3 separate regions of the Mus musculus genome follow, and all the other regions are linked to region 3. A link is a contact called in public HiChIP or PLAC-seq and promoter capture Hi-C data. All regions are on one chromosome and are shown on one strand. Each heading gives the region's core, a stretch centred on a gene start, on an enhancer-like site or on the middle of the called end of the contact. The rest is flanking DNA. Distances are from core to core; before and after follow the strand shown. Region 1 holds the start of Tat (tyrosine aminotransferase). Region 2 holds the start of 1700064F23Rik (a long non-coding RNA gene). Region 3 holds the start of Calb2 (calbindin 2).

Region 1 (2,700 bases), core at 199-2,698, 180 kb before region 3:
ACTAAGCGGAGAGGCTAGAGGTACAACTCAGTGGTGAGGCGTTTGCTTTGGTTCAATTCCCTATATCAAAAAGGGGTGTGTGGGGTGGGGTGGGGTGGAAAGTGACTGAGGAAGACACCCAATGTCCTAATGTCCACAAGAAAGTGCACAGCAGGACTCTGGCAACACCTGTGTTTTATGAAGCATCTCTGCATGCCGTAGCTTTTATTGGAGGTGATAGTGATACGTGTCTTTGGGCACTAGAGCTCTGTCGTGCCCAGTGTGATGTGAGCCTTGTGCATCTAAATAGTACTCTGCCTTTTCAGGCCCACGGCAGGAAGTAGACGTTGTAGGCCTGCAAAGTGTGGTGATTGGAGCACTGCACATGCGCAGAGACACTGCTACGCAAATATTAGTCTAGCGCCTCTGGTGGATGGTGCCTGTTGAGGGAGCAAGGAGCAGGTGTGGTCCAGGAATCAGAGTGTGTGTTTCAGCATAGGAGAGAGATTCTACCACTAGTGTTGTTAGTTCCATTGTTAACTTTGTGATCAAATACAAGCTGCTCTGAGAATTTCCTATTCTTTAAAGAAAAAATTAAAAACTTCAGACTTCAGATCCTTCAACTCACTGCATTCCTGAACAGTTTTGTACCCTAATGAAAATTAAGCTGCAGAGAATTTGGCTGCCTTGTTTCTTGATGGATTATTAATTTGTTTTAACTTCCCATTTTGTTCTAAATGGAGTCCAGACCTCTGTGGTATGCCAAGTAAAGGGGATCAAGGCACAGGACAAAGTAACAACAACGACTATGACGACGACGACGACGACAATGGCAATGATAAATGCCCACTGTCAAATGAGCGCGTGATTCTATCTGTGCTTTGAAAATTTATTAAATCACGTATTCATTTATCTCTGCATCTATTTATCTATCCTTATACTAACCTATTTGATGGAATTTTTTAATTTGTTTTTCCTTGGAGTGCGGTTGAATTTTTGTGGAGATTCCCATTGTCCATAGCAAATCCCACATGCAGTAGATGAATAGTCAACCAAGCTCTTATCATTGCCCATGTCCAGGAGTGAGACTGGAGTGCACAGAGAAAGCACTACCAGAAGGACCCTCATTTTAATGCATTTCTGTACTGTTAACACAATAGTTTTCATAACAAAATAAGGACAATAAAGTTAATCGCTGTCACCCCAACTGCCCTCCACAGTTTCCTGAAACAGCTCACCAAATGACCAGAAAGAGTTAACACAGAGAATTCCAGATAACGTGATGTGTGGACAAATCCCAGATTGGATGGTGGCCCAGGGTTGGGGTGAGAAACAGCAGAGTGTGGGGGGGGGGAGTGGGGGGAGGTCCAGGGGAGGGGCTTAGTCCTCACTCTCAACCAATAGCATAAGGGCTTCAGGCCCAACGCCCATTGGCTGAAACTATTTCAAGGGTCAGGACCGCACCTGAACTCATCATCAGAGGACTTGGTGGAGGAGCGCTCGTGGGCCTTATAGGTTTGGCTGCTTGGAGACTGCTTTGCCTGGACGAGGAAGGTAATCCCGGAGGTTCTCTGCACTGTGATGGTGATTGCGATGCTCCTGGCTTTCTTTCTGATATTCTGGCTTTTTCTGCCCAGGGCTGGGATGCTTATCTGACATGTCCTTACTTTAACTAGCATCAATATTCATCTGTCTGTCTGTCTGTCTGTCTGTCTGTCTGTCTCTGTCTCTCTCTCTCTGTTCCTTCTTCCCTTCCTCTCTCTTTCCTTAATGGTATTATGATTGAACATAGGTCCTGGCTCTGCTAGCCAAGTGCTCCACTGCCTTAGTTTTACAGTTTTTGAGTTTTTGGTCTTGCCAAGATGCCCAGGCTAAGGTACTGGGAAGACCCTTTCTCGGGGGCGAGATGGTAGCCCACATGCTTTGATGAATACTCTCCTGTCATTTTTTTTTTTCTCTCGGTTTAACTCAGAGCATAGGGTTAGAGTTGCATATAGAAAATCCCACAAGGCTGAGAGCTGACCCAGCAGGAAAAGCCCTTGTCATCCAAGGGCAAGAATTAGAATTCGGATCTCTAGGACCCATGTAAAGTCAGATGTGGCGGTACACATCTGTAATGCCAGAACCCACAGTGAGATGAGGCGGATGGTGAGGACTGCAACCTGAGGTTGTCCTCTGACCTCCACACATTTGTAGTGGAACATGTGTATGCACAAGTACACACCCATGCCAAAGACAAGTGGAAAAAAAACAATCCTACTTGTAGTAGATAAATATTCAATTAAATGCTCCCTGATAATTTTGAAAATGAGTTGCTCCTATATTTTCTATCTCTGCAAGACATTCTTAAACCCCACTCCTATTCATATCCAAAGCTGTCTTACAAGTGAAATCATATAAAAGCATTAGAGAGATGCATGTGTGAGGTCACCCCTGCTTAGGTCTAAACACAGCTCCCCAACTCCCCATCTTAGCCTTACAGGGACGTCTCTTTTTTTCCCTGTAGGCTTTGTGAGCCATGGACTCCTACGTAATCCAGACGAATGTCAATGACAGCCTACCTTCAGTGCTGGATGTTCGCGTCAATATTGGCGGGAGAAGCTCGGTGCAAGGGAGAGCGAAGGGCAGGAAGGCCAGGTGGAATGTGAGGCCCTCTGACATGTCCAATAAAACCTTCAATCCCATCCGAGCCATTGTGGACAACATGAAGGTGAAGCCGAA
Region 2 (2,700 bases), core at 184-2,683, 160 kb before region 3:
TCCCTTCCTTCCTTCTTTCTGTCCATCCATCCATCTGTCTGTCCGTCCATCCGTCCTTCCTTTTTCCTCTTTCTGTGTGTGCATGTGGGTGCCAGAAGACAGCCTTGGGCACTCTTTCTCAGACACTGTTCATCTTACTTTCCAAGGCAGGGCCTCGCATTGGCCAGGAACTCACCAAGAAAGCTAGGCAGGTGAAAGGCTCTGCCTCCCCAAGTGCTAGGATTACAATAATTGCCACAGTACCTGATGCTTTAAAAAATGGGTTCTGAGGATTATGTGTGTGTGGTGTGTGGTGTGTGGTGTGTGGTGTGTGGTGTGTGGTGTGTGTGTGTGCGTGTGCGTGTGTGTGAGCAAGTGCATCCCACATCTCTGTGGGTACCCCTGGAGGCAAGAAGAGGGCATCAGATCCCGGGAAGCTGGAGTTTCAGGAAGCATGCATGTCTGAAATGGGTGCTAGACATTTAACTGAGGTCCTGTGCTCTGAGCCACTGAGTCGTCTCTCCAGTCCTGTGTTTGTTCTGATACAAGATCTTACTCGGTAGCTTAGGCTGACTTTGAACTCACAGAAGTTCTCCTGCCTCTGGTCGGGATTATGGATGTAAACCATCACTCATGGCCGAGAGTTCTCTTTTGAGCCCATCTTGTCATTCAAGGTTAACCTTTGGATGGGATTGGATTTATTCAGGCTTTTAAACTCCTAACTTTACCTGGGTCTAAGCTTTCTTTCCTAGGGCTGAACTGCACACCAGTTGGCTACTGCAATATTTCAATCATAATTTTATTCTTGTTTCTGTTCCTTGAGAGATTATCTTTCTGCTCTTTGAGACTGCTTGCAAATCTGAAAATACTTGCTGGTTATTTTTTTTTTTTATTCCAAGCGGGGCAGTGGTAGCACACGCCTTTAATCCCAGCACTTGGGAAGCAGAGGCAGGCAGATTTCTGAGTCGAGGACAGCCTGGTCTACAGAGTGAGTTACAGGGCTACACAGAGAAACTCTGTCTCAAAAAAAAAAAGAAGAAGAAAAAGAAGGAGGAGGAGGAGGAGGAGGAGGAGGAGGAGGAGGAGGAGAAAGAAGAAGAAGAAGAAGAAGAAGAAGAAGAAGAAGAAGAAGAAGAAGAAGAAGAAGAAGAAGAAGAAGAAGAAGAAGAAATTTTTTTCTTACATCTATTTATGTGTGGTGGTGGGAGGGGAGTGGTGCACATAGGGAGGCCAGAGGACAACGCGTGAGAACTAGTTCTCTCCTTCCACCGGTGGGTCTCAGGCATCGAACCCGGTTATCAGGCATGGCGGTGGGCATCTTTGCCCACGGGTCCAGTCGTTGGCTTGGATCTGGCTTTCCTAGCTGGGTGTTTTGAATCTTAGAGGGTGTCAGGTTATTTGCTTTGCTGTGTTGCCATGGAAACCCCACAGCCTGCTGCTCCCTTTCTCTACCCCAGAATCTCCAGCCATGCAGGTGACATTTAATGTTCTGACTGCACCGCTGTGGCAGTCAGCTTGACACTGCGTAGATTCTGACTGACCTTCTTCCAGGGCCCCCCTCCCTGCTCTAAGTCCCCTCCTTTGAAACGCTTTATGACCTTTCTCTAGTCTGTCTTTCATTTTCTTTGGGCCTTAACACGTGGGAGACTGCAATATCTCTCAGCACACCCTCATAGGCCAGCATCCTAACCTCATAGCCTGTCTCCTGTTGTGAACATACGGAGCTATGGCGGGTGAGGTGGTCAGACTCCTCACCCAATCCCTCCACTACTCATTTCAGCGTTTCCATAGCAACTGCTGTGTTTGCCTGAAGAAACACTTGAGTCCCAGGGGTTCTGCCTCATCCACAGGCTGACGCCTCTCAAATGTTTATCTCCAGGCTAGACCGCTCTCCTGAATTTCTGACCTGCACAGCTGACTCTCCCCCCAGTCCTCCACATGGAGATTTCAGAAAGCATCACCAGGCTATGGCTTTTGAGGTTCTACTCACAATGGAGCCGCCCACGTCCAGTCTTCTTCCGGTGAACCCTCCCCTTCTCAGTGATTGGCCAGCACCCCCCCCCCCCCACTCCTCCCTGTTTCCAAGTCAAGCCTCCCAAATATCCCTTAGATCCGGCCCCTCCTTCCCTGTTCACCAATGTCCGAGTTCTCCACACCCTCTTAACTGGCTTCACCATATCTGGCCCATCTACCTTTAACCTCGGGATAATCTGAACAAAAACCACAGTGATGTAAAACTCAAACCCAACTGTGTTAGGTTTCTAATGTCCTTATTAATTTCCGGTTGGTGTTGGGGACATGCAGAGGATAGAGCCAGCTCTCTCCTTCTACCATGCAGGTTCCAGGGGCCGAACTCAAGTCACCCATCAACTATGACAGCGAACTTTGTTGCCCGCTGCGCCACCTCACGGGCCTGCTTCACTTACTCTTAAGGGCAGGGTGTTCTGGTTAAATTTTTGTGAAACACAAAACTCATTGGACACAAACCTAGACACATTTGGGGAGGGACGGTCTCAGGCAAGGGTGACCCATGGGACATGTTTGTGGGCATTTTCATATATATATATATATATTAAGATTTATTAATTTTATTTTATGTGTATGAATGTCTCGCCTGAATGTATGTAAATGTAAAATAACCCACATGAATGATTGTTTCTTCAGGAGTCAGAAGAGGGTGTTGGGTCCCCTAGAACCAGAGTCACAGATCGTTGAGAGCCA
Region 3 (2,700 bases), core at 179-2,678:
TCCTCAACCCCTCCAGCTTTCTCAGTTGCCTCCAAGGAAACTTCACCCACTGGCATCCTCAGACACTAACCCTTTCCTTGCCAAGGCAGACACTGGGAGCAGAGGACCTCTGTGCACCCACTTTCATACCTTACCAAGGGGATTCGGAGAGGAAGGAGAGAATGTAGGGAGTTGCTAACCGATAAGACTATTCCCTGCCCCCTCCCTCTCAGTCCCGGGATAAACAGGGCCACTGAGCCACCACCCTGCCAACAGGTCTGAGATGCCAGTGCATTCTGGGTGTTCATCTTAGCCAGGCGTTGGAGGGTGAATTGAATTTTTTTTTTCCTTTTCTTTTCTTGAGTGATAGAAAAGTCTCGGGCAATATCAGAAGCTGGGGGGTGGGAACAGAGGAGAGGTGAGGGACGGGGTGGTGTGTGTGCTCTTTTATATTTGAGTCAGATAAGACTGTAGACACTTAGAATCCCAGGTCTGGAAGCCACCTCCAAAACCATTCACCTGGACCTCACTTTTTGGGTTGGTCATTGTCAAGACCATGTAGTGGAGTGTTGGTCACTGGAGTGTGACACCACTCCCCTCCACCCCCATCTACAGACTCACAGGGTACCCAGGAATCTATATTACCAGGTAGCAGGCTGGGGGCTAATACCAGGACCCTCCCACCACATCCGCTGCTGCTGTAGTTGGGAAACCCACATACTGGTAGGGTTTTAAAAAAAAATAGATAAAGAAAGCCTTGGTTTGTTTAAAAAAAAAAAAAAGCCCCCAATGCATCCTCTACTCCTGCTCCTGGCCAACCAGGCTAGGGGAGCCGCCCCCTCCCCCCAGGTTCCCTTCAGGACGCTCAGCTTTCTCGAGCCTCTGAAACTGGTGATGGGGGTAAGAAGCAAGAAGGGAGAGTGAGGTTTGGAGACCTGTGGCTACGGGACTGGAAGCAGGGCGTTAGCTTGAAGGAAAAGGTGAGGAAGGAGGCAGGGGAATGTGTCATGGGAGCCTTTTTTTGCCTAGGCCTCCTCTCTGGGAACGCTCAGACTTGCTCAGAACCTGGGCCCTGGCCACCCTGCATTGGGAAAACTTACTGACAGTTGCCACCAGGGCAGCCGGGCATTTCCCCGAACTCAAGACCCCAGCAGGCTCTGCCACAGAACAAACCACTTGGGGGCGAAGCATACCTACCCGCATTGAGCCATGCCCCTGACCCCTTTGCCAAGCTCAGGTCCCCGAGGGTCAAGGGGCCCAGAAGTTGGGAGCTTTACTGACCGTCAGCATCAAAGTGCTTCCAGATTTCCAGGAACTGGGATGCAGTCAGCTCGGCCAGGTGCAGGTAAGGGGGCTGCTGCTGCGGGCCAGCCATGGCGAGCCGCTCCGGAGATCTTAAGCCTCTCTCTCAGCGCGCTGTCACTCGGTGCCGCTTGGCTCTGGTTCTCGCGCTGGGGCTGCGCGCCACGCTGCCTTTATATGCAGCCCGGAGCTGCGCCGCGTCGGGCCGCCGGAAGGGGGCGCGCACACTCAGGGAATCGCGCAGGGCGCGGCGCTGCACGGGCGGGGGCTCTTCTCTGCCAGGGTTCCTGGGGACCGGGAGAGAGTGTTCAATGAGACTTCTGGGTGCCCTCCGGGGACACCGCAGGTATTTAGCTGGAAATGGGGAGAGGCAGCTCCTGCCTTCCCTTCCCTCTGTCCATCTTGAGCACACCCAGTTTCTAGTCGCAGCAATAGCATTATTAACAAGTAGCAAAGCTAAGATTTGAGCCCAGAACTCTTCCTGTCCTGTGACTCCCTCGAGGGGTACCAGGATTGCAGGAAAGCAGGGTTCTCAAGGTTTTACCGTAGGTGGACAACTGGAATCGACAAGGTGCAATGAGGATTCAGATGGGAATGGAGGAACTACTCCACTGTTCAGTAACCCACTTCCCTCCGGTATCTGTCACATCCTGCAGACTTTTAGACCTTTATCCAGGTAGTAGCAGACTGGAGCCTCCCGTAGTCCCGTAGGTAGATGGCGGTAAACTCTGACCCAAAGATGTGCTGAACTTCTGTTAAAGAAAACAGACAGCAAGCACAGCACACCGTGGGGTCTCCTCAATCAGAGAGCCAGCCTCCGTCCCATATCCTCCCTACTCTAAAGGTCTGCAGTGTGTGCTTGCTTCTTGGACACCTTACCTTCAGAGCAACAGCAAGCACCCTGCCCCTAAAAAGAAGGACAGAGACTTGAATTGCTGCTCATTAACATGTGCTAATGAGTGTTAGCTGAGCTGCCTTCGAAGGGAGAGCAAAAGAGAAGGAGGTGAGAATCTAAAGCAGGTCGCTAGGGGAGAGGAGAACCCGGGGTGGGGTGGGGGGGAGGGGGGGGAGCGGAGAAGAGCAGGCTGTTTCCTGGGGTCAGGTTGAGGTAGCTCGGAGCTAACCTCAAAGGGCAACATGGAGCCCAAGTTTCAAAACTGCTGGTGTGTTGCCCAGGCACACAGTTTGAGGTTGTTTACAAGAACAGACTGGGAAAGACGCAGCAAAATAGGCTAACTGTTGGGGCTTCTGTAACCCAGCATTCCTTGCTGCCAGGGCTGAGAAATTACTAAGCTAGAGTCCCCCAGCCTGAGTCTTGCCTTCGAGAAGGCAAGAAGGCTCAGTCCTAAAGAACAGTTGCAATAGAATCAAACTCCTCGGGTCTAGTTCCTAAACAAACAACAACAAAACCTCCACAAC

What was found. HiChIP or PLAC-seq counts read pairs in DNA pulled down with a chosen protein or histone mark. Capture Hi-C pulls out chosen DNA fragments and counts their contacts.
Region 1: a contact with region 3 is called in a promoter capture Hi-C map of liver. The contact joins the promoter of Tat here to the promoter of Calb2 in region 3. A contact is called at or near these places in 2 of 484 Hi-C or Micro-C datasets (both in cortical neurons), 1 of 115 datasets of contacts at active chromatin or transcription factors (embryonic stem cells) and 1 of 9 other capture datasets (liver).
Region 2: an H3K27ac HiChIP or PLAC-seq map of embryonic stem cells shows a contact between it and region 3, with 5 read pairs. The contact joins the promoter of 1700064F23Rik here to the promoter of Calb2 in region 3. A contact is called at or near these places in 1 of 484 Hi-C or Micro-C datasets (embryonic stem cells) and 1 of 115 datasets of contacts at active chromatin or transcription factors (embryonic stem cells).

What each region holds. Positions count from the first base shown.
Region 1 is chr8:109,988,988-109,991,687 of GRCm38.p6, forward strand. It overlaps Tat (tyrosine aminotransferase), which reads left to right and starts at 1,449. Exons shown (of 12, transcript NM_146214.3): 1 at 1,449-1,533; 2 at 2,486-2,700. The coding sequence starts at 2,498.
Region 2 is chr8:110,005,092-110,007,791 of GRCm38.p6, forward strand. 1700064F23Rik (a long non-coding RNA gene) reads left to right here and starts at 1,434. Exons shown (of 3, transcript XR_879187.1): 1 at 1,434-1,712; 2 at 1,859-2,000; 3 at 2,318-2,435.
Region 3 is chr8:110,166,784-110,169,483 of GRCm38.p6, forward strand. It overlaps Calb2 (calbindin 2), which reads right to left and starts at 1,429. Exons shown (of 11, transcript NM_007586.2): 1 at 1,261-1,429. The coding sequence starts at 1,354.